Regions from separate parts of the Gossypium hirsutum genome. Here region 2 is linked to region 1. A link is a contact called in public Hi-C data. All regions are on one chromosome and are shown on one strand. Each heading gives the region's core, a stretch centred on a gene start, on an enhancer-like site or on the middle of the called end of the contact. The rest is flanking DNA. Distances are from core to core; before and after follow the strand shown. Region 1 holds the start of LOC107960080 (mitochondrial outer membrane protein porin of 36 kDa). Region 2 holds the start of LOC107957349 (F-box/kelch-repeat protein SKIP11).

The links. Hi-C and Micro-C count contacts between places; a contact is called where the count stands out from the background.
Region 2: a contact with region 1 is called in a Hi-C map of leaf, with 1.8 times the contacts expected there. The contact joins the promoter of LOC107957349 here to the promoter of LOC107960080 in region 1. A contact is called at or near these places in 5 of 34 Hi-C or Micro-C datasets (callus, leaf and petal).

Annotation. Positions count from the first base shown.
Region 1 is chrA05:44,284,952-44,288,648 of Gossypium_hirsutum_v2.1, forward strand. LOC107960080 (mitochondrial outer membrane protein porin of 36 kDa) reads right to left here and starts at 2,374. Exons shown (of 6, transcript XM_016896293.2): 1 at 2,218-2,374; 2 at 2,055-2,122; 3 at 1,513-1,623; 4 at 1,169-1,255; 5 at 789-997; 6 at 54-614. The coding sequence starts at 2,266. The coding sequence ends at 308.
Region 2 is chrA05:44,502,791-44,506,226 of Gossypium_hirsutum_v2.1, forward strand. LOC107957349 (F-box/kelch-repeat protein SKIP11) reads left to right here and starts at 1,733. Exons shown (of 2, transcript XM_016892857.2): 1 at 1,733-2,140; 2 at 2,678-3,436. The coding sequence starts at 2,814.

The DNA.
Region 1 (3,697 bases), core at 1,124-3,623:
TGTCTTGAAAAACAGGAAAAGAAATATGTAAGCAAAGTGAACAATTTCACAGATGAATAAAACAACACTCAATTTCACAGGTCAATTGACATTTGACAACATGAAGCTTGTTCAACAAAACCGCATGCCCTTGGAAATTCAACAAAAACAAATCGCTAAAGTTTGCCACTCACAATTATTTTTACAATCCATGAGGGCCATGACCATCAATGTCAAATCCGTAAAAAGTACATTATTTCTCTCCAAGTCTCCACCAATCAAATTTATGGCCTTCCCTTCAACTGCACAACAATGATAATAAATTTACCTATGGCTTGAGTGCCAAGGCCAACCCAACCTTAGCACTCTTTTCAATTGCTCTGGTGTCCACCTCTCCTGATATAGTGAAGAGGGATTTTGGGCGCCACTCATGCTGGATCAGTGCGCTTGCTCTGCCATAGTTGTTCATACGAGCCTTCACTGTGGTCAATGGGTCAAGAGCATGCTGCGTACCAATAGTGAGAGTGTTCTCGTTACTCGAGAAACTATGGGTCAGCTCTGCACCAACTGCTGTGTTAGTCAATGGACTAACAATGTGGTAGTAGGAAGCAGTAAGAGTATCACCTTTATCATTCCTGTAGTAATCAACAAAATAACCCCGTTAAAGCAAAGTCAACAAGCAGAATAAAAGAATACATGAACAAGTGAAGATAGAAAACCATTCATGCAGATACTTCCAGGTAACTTTTCACGCTTCCAAGTAAATAAATACCTAAAATGTTAATCCCAACTCAGGAATGACTACTTACAATGTCATGGAAGCAATGAGGTCAGAATGGGTGATATTTAACCCAGCATTCAGTTTGATAAAGTTTCCACTGGCAGTGTCAAATGAGAGATCAGTCCCAACAGAGACAGAATCGTTTCCAATAACACCAGAAAAGCTAACAAGAGGCTTTGCAGTCAATCCAATGCCAGTGCTTATGCCAGCATATTCATGCCGGTATTGCAGTTCCACCTGTTACAACAACAATAAGGACAGCCATTCCTCACAAAACCTATAATAAGATTAACAGAAGGGATGCACAACTATAGCTTTAACTCATTACTTAAACAAAGATGCTGAAAATTTCGTTGTTAGCAACAAAAAACTTAATGATAGGAACAGGAGTAAGAAAGTGTCCATTACCTTGCCAGACTTTTGATCAGGAACAACGAAACTAAAGATGGTCTTCAATCCTGGTGCAGGTTCATCAATAGTGACAGTGGTGAAAAGCTACAAAAATGAGAAACAAATGAGATAATATCCGAGACTACAATAAATTCACACGTCAAGAAAAAACAAAAAGAAGTCTCAATGTCATGGTTTGACAATTGAAATGGACCATAACAACTTGTACATCTATAAGGGACGAAAGCCTCCATTATTTTCCCATTCATGAGAATGACATATGGTAGCATGATATAACAACTATAAATATGACCTCAGAGATATAAACCCTAACTGAACTGTAAAAGCACTGTACAACTTACATTCGATCTGGAGTCGAATTTCACATCAGTTGTGATGTTCTTGTTCTTGAGCTGAGTATTTACATCAGCCAAAAGCAATTCACCTTTCTTAGTCCCGGTTGATGTGATTGCCTGACATACATATATACATGCATACATCAAATTAACGAATTAGAATATGAACTAGACAAGAAGGTAGCCCGTGAAAAATAAATCTATATATCAATCATAAAATGAAGCATGAAAAATCATTTATGCAAACATATGAAACGAAGATATACCCAAAGGAATTCTACTGAAACTTACTGATTAGAATTAGGGAAAAGAATAAAGATGTTATGCAATAATAAGTAAAGAACATGCTGAATGAAATTCAACAAACATAAACTAAATAAATATATATATACGCATTACCCTAGAAGAGTCGATAAAGTTCAATTACGAGTTCATCAACACAATATCAAATAAACTAAATTAATCAAAACTGAAGAGAAGCAGCATCACTAATTCAGCTGAGAAATTAAATAATATTGAAAAATCCAAAATCTAAAAGGGAAACTCACGACTCCATTGGAAGTGTAAGTAGTGACAGTGAACTTGTGGTCAGCCTGGTAATCCTTGTAAAGAAGATCTGAATTAAAACAATGAAGAAAAAGAAATTAATAAAAAGCAGTCAAATGAAAATGAAATGAAAAAAGACGAAATAGAAAATGAGGAAATTTCGACCTCTAGCCTTTTTGCCGATATCGGAGTAGAGACCAGGACCTTTTCCCATGCTTCTTTTTTCCCGAGAAAATGAAGAGGAAAATGAGGGAAACGAGGGCTGGCTGGCTGCTTCTGGCTGTTTGTTTGACTTTGACAGGGAAGAAAAAAAATATAGATTATTGATAATAAATAATAACCCTAAATTAATAAATAGTTGGTGTTTTACGGACCATTGATCTTGAGTTGAGAAACGCGTTCGCTTCTAGACCGTTGAAATTATGGGTCAGGCTAAAGCAACATTATAAGGTTGGGCCTCTTGTTGGGTAATGGTATCCAATGGTACATTTCTTTCAATGTTCGTTGCACTTTCATGCAACTAATATGTTATTTTACGTGTTTTTAATTAAATAATATTTTTATAAGTTAAAAAACATATTTACTAATTAAATTAGAGTTAATATAATTTATAATAAAAACCTATTAAATTTAAAAATAATTTAAAGAATAAATTAATGCTTTAAAAATAATTAAATAAACAATGAAATATAATTTGTAGTAAAATATTATTTTAATACTCCATTGCTTTTGACATATATAGTATTTCGAAACAAAATAGTAAACAACTTTAATTGTTGTGCATGTATTATTAAAATTAAACAACAATAAATAATAACAACTAAAGTTATCAAGTAATAATGAAAGTCATACATTTTTTGCAATGGAAATTAGAAGTGACTAAAATTAGATTGGATTTGAAATTTTTAATTTAATTTCGAGTTAATTAAATTGAGTTATTTGATTTTTTCGAGTCGTAAGTTAATTAATGATTCAAGTTTATCATACTAAACTGTCTTTTTTTTTCAATCATTTTGCTTTGAAAAAGTTTCCAAATATATATAATTTCAAATTTGTAAGCTCTAACATGAATATTGGAATTAGTTATATTGCAATAAAATTTTAATTTGATATGTTTAATTTTTGAACAATTTCACTCAATTTGACTCTACTTGAATTTCATTTCACTCGCCTCGATTTTAAAAAATTTCAAATCTAGTTAGGATAATAAATTAAGACTCATCAACCCGATTAATTCAAAAAAATTTCACTTAATTTAATCAAGTGCTCACCCATAATGGAAACAGAACCCTAAAATACGATCTTTCCTGTAATTGTTTATATGTTATTTGAATGAAAATGTCATGCTAATGCATATATTTATAGTGCAGGATATTAGTTTTAATTGGTATACAAAGCAACAATAATTAAGTGATAATTAATCTAAAATGATATATGTAATTTAATATGGATTCAAAATATAATTAAGTGATAATATCTATTACATTAATAATAAAACATTATTAGTAAAATAATTATTAATAATTTGTTATGAACAAAAGTTCTATCTCTTAGTTTTATATTGAGGATTTAATAAAAAACATTATTAACAAAATCATTATTATCTTTTTTTTAAATAAAATCATATTTATAGATTCAATTTTAT
Region 2 (3,436 bases), core at 483-2,982, 220 kb after region 1:
CTTTTTGCCTTTCTTAAGCTGTTGGGATGTTTATATATATACTACGGATGTTTTTATATTAAATGTTAAATTATATTTTTTTAATAAATTAATTCTTATACGTTAGATCAAAGAGTAAATTAGTCATATATTAAAATTTTTATTTATTTTTACTACTAAAAATTGATCTCTGTATGTCAATATGAGACATTTGTAGCACATCACATGTCACTATTTAGTTATACTATTAGTAAACATGTTCATGGGTCAGGTTACCTCCCAAAATTTGAGAGGGTTTGGGAAAAAAACTTGAGCCTGAATCAACCCATTTTAAATTTATAATACTTTATATTATGTTATTTTTATATATTATGTAATTTAGGACAAGTTAAAAAAAATAAAATTATATTAAATATATAATACTATTCTAATGTAAACATTAAAATAATATTAAGATGACTATATAAAAAATTCAATAAATAAAAAATGAATAAAATTATTAAATATTAAAATAAAAATATATATATTTTTTAAAAATAATATGGGCGGGGGTTAGTCTTTATAAATATGGACAGGTTTGGACAAAATTTTTAGCCTGGATTTCGGGTCGGGTTCGGGCAAGTATAAAGTAAGTTAGTATCCTGCTTAGACTCAACTTGACCCATGAGTACCTCTAGCTATTATCCATACAAATTTTTAACAATAGAAATGAATGAAATTCTTTTTAACAAAAAAGGATCGATTTGTTCTTTAATTTAATGTGTAGAAACTAATTTATCAATTTTCTTAATAGAAGAGATAAAATGCAATTTGACACCTAATTTATCTATTTACTTATTTTTACCCTATGTATGACTTTTATCTAAATTAATCTTAATTAAGTTTGGATAATGTTTTGTAATAATTGATTTTGAATTTAATTATTAGATTGTGTAATATGTATACTTGTAATTGTGATTATAATTATATTTAAAATAAAAAAACTACAAATTATGAAACCTGCCATTTAAAAAAAAAGAAATTATTAAGAAAATTCAATTTGTTTCCTTTTATGAAAAGAAAAAAAAGAAAGAACTACAACTAATAATGGAAACAAATTAAATAAATTTAGAAAAATTGAGTGATAATTATGATTAGGATGGATAATGTTAATTTTATAGTTTGAGAAGTGAATTGGATAATTACTTAATCAGTTTTATCCTTAATATTATCCCACAAAATGGATTCTACCCAATTCACTTTTTTTAAAAAAAAATATTCTCTAAATTTTAAAAAGAAAAAAAATAAAAAGAAATATATTCTGTAAATGTATATCTGTATAAATTTTATCACGTTGTGTACGACTTTAGGAGTTAAGTGTTGTATATTTGTACTTATTGACACGTAAAAGAAATCGTAACAAACATCGGGGTAAAGGAGTATTCAAACTAAAACAAAAGAGAGGGACTGTTATCCCCTTTATATATTCTGTTCATATTCATGTATATCACTCTAATAAGGCACGTGTCTCAACCGGCTTTCACCGGTTAACAGTTGCTTCCCCTCCTTCGTTGACCACCGCCCCGCCCCACCACAACTCATATAGGGTTAGCCTTTGAACACTAGAACTATTTTATTTTATTTTATTTTATTTTTAATTAAAATAATTATTAAAAACTACGGTTTATATATAATTAAAATATTATCCATGATCTGGAGCTGTTTCTTCCAGGACTGATATTAACCATTACCAACACCTTACATTAAATGCCTCCTTTTATAATATTCCGAATACCATTTATAAGAAAAGTTTAAATTTTATTTAATAAAACAAAATCCAGATGTTTTTATATATAAATTTTCATGGGGGAGTTAAAATAGAGAGGGGGAAGGGAGAGAGAGAGAGAGAGAGAGAGAGAGAGAGGTGAGCTTTTAAAGATATTTGGTGGCAAAGCCCCCTGGCTGTGATTTGCAGAGAGAATCAAAAGGACAAAAAGGCGGCGCAGGCTATGTAGAAAAAAACCCAATGAACTCCTCACCCTAAGAAACAACAACAATACTTTAAAGCAGAGATTTGGATAGCGCTAGAGCTAGAGACTGTGTGTTCATTTTTACCCAAAAAGAACACAAAATCCATACCCAATTTTTTGCTTCTTCTCATTTCTTCCTTCTTATCCATTCAGTAAGTCTTTCCACAACCTTATTATTATTAGTATTCCTTCTGTCACTTATTTCCTTTTTTTTGTTTTTTGTTTTTGTTTTTGTTCATGTATATGTTTATGTTTTTAAGCACTGTGTTTTTCTCTAATGAAGATTACTGAAACTATCAATAGATCCAATTCGTCTTTTTTTTTTTGGTATTCTCTTCGTTTGGATCTAGCAGTCCAATTTTTTTCTCGGTTAGTGCTTATGTTATTTGAAATTCTGAGATCTGGTACCTCTTTTTCTTCAGATTGTTTGATCATAAATTTTTTTTCTTACTTTCTTTCCTCTTCCTTTTTTTACTGAATTTTAAGGTTTATTTTTTTTACATAATACAGACCAGAGAAAACGAAAAGAAAAAAAAAACCTGCCTCTGAAATTTCGTTTTTCTTTTAATTGACTTGGATCGCCTTTATTTAATTCAATTTTCTGTTTGTTTTTTTTTCTTTAATGTTCAAAATTGAAACTGTTGTTTATTTTTTGGTTCTTGAATAGGTTGAATTGCTAATCTTTGCAGCGCATAAATATATATTTTCCCGGCTGGGCGAAAAAAAAAAAAACTTTCTGTTTCTACAGTGATTTGAAATTTCTTCCCATTGTTGCGATTTTGGGAGTTATTCCCTTTTGGAAATTGGGAGGGGAGCGAAAGTGTGATGGTGGAGAATCGATCCTGCAAGTCGTGTTTGGTGTTGGCAAGCTCCTCTCAACAAGAAACCGACTGGCCTTACATGTTCAATGGGAAGCGTCCGCTGCCTCTCGAAATCTCCGGATCCGATGCTTGTCATCAGGAAACCAAGTTGCCTAAGCTCTTCTCCAACGATACTAGTCGATATGAATCTTCTTCGGATTTGGATGTGTTAATCCAACCGATTGGGAGGGACAACTCCATCAATTGTCTGATTAGATGCTCGAGATCCTATTATGGTTCCATTGCCTCGTTGAATCGGAGTTTCCGATCCGTAATCAGGAGCGGAGAGATCTACAAGTCAAGGAGGCAGAAGGGTGTTACTGAACATTGGGTTTACTTCTCTTGTGACCTCCTTCAATGGGAGGCATTTGATCCAATCCAATGCAAGTGGATGCATTTGCCACCGATGCCTCCCAATGGTTGTTTCATTTTTGGGGACAAGGAATCCTTGGCCGTGGGAACTGAGTTGCTTGTATTTGGGAAGGAACTGAATTCCCAAGTGATATATAGATATAGTATTTTGACAAACTCTTGGACTTTCGGGACTAGTATGAATTCTCCTAGGTGCTTGTTCGGGTCAGCTAGTCT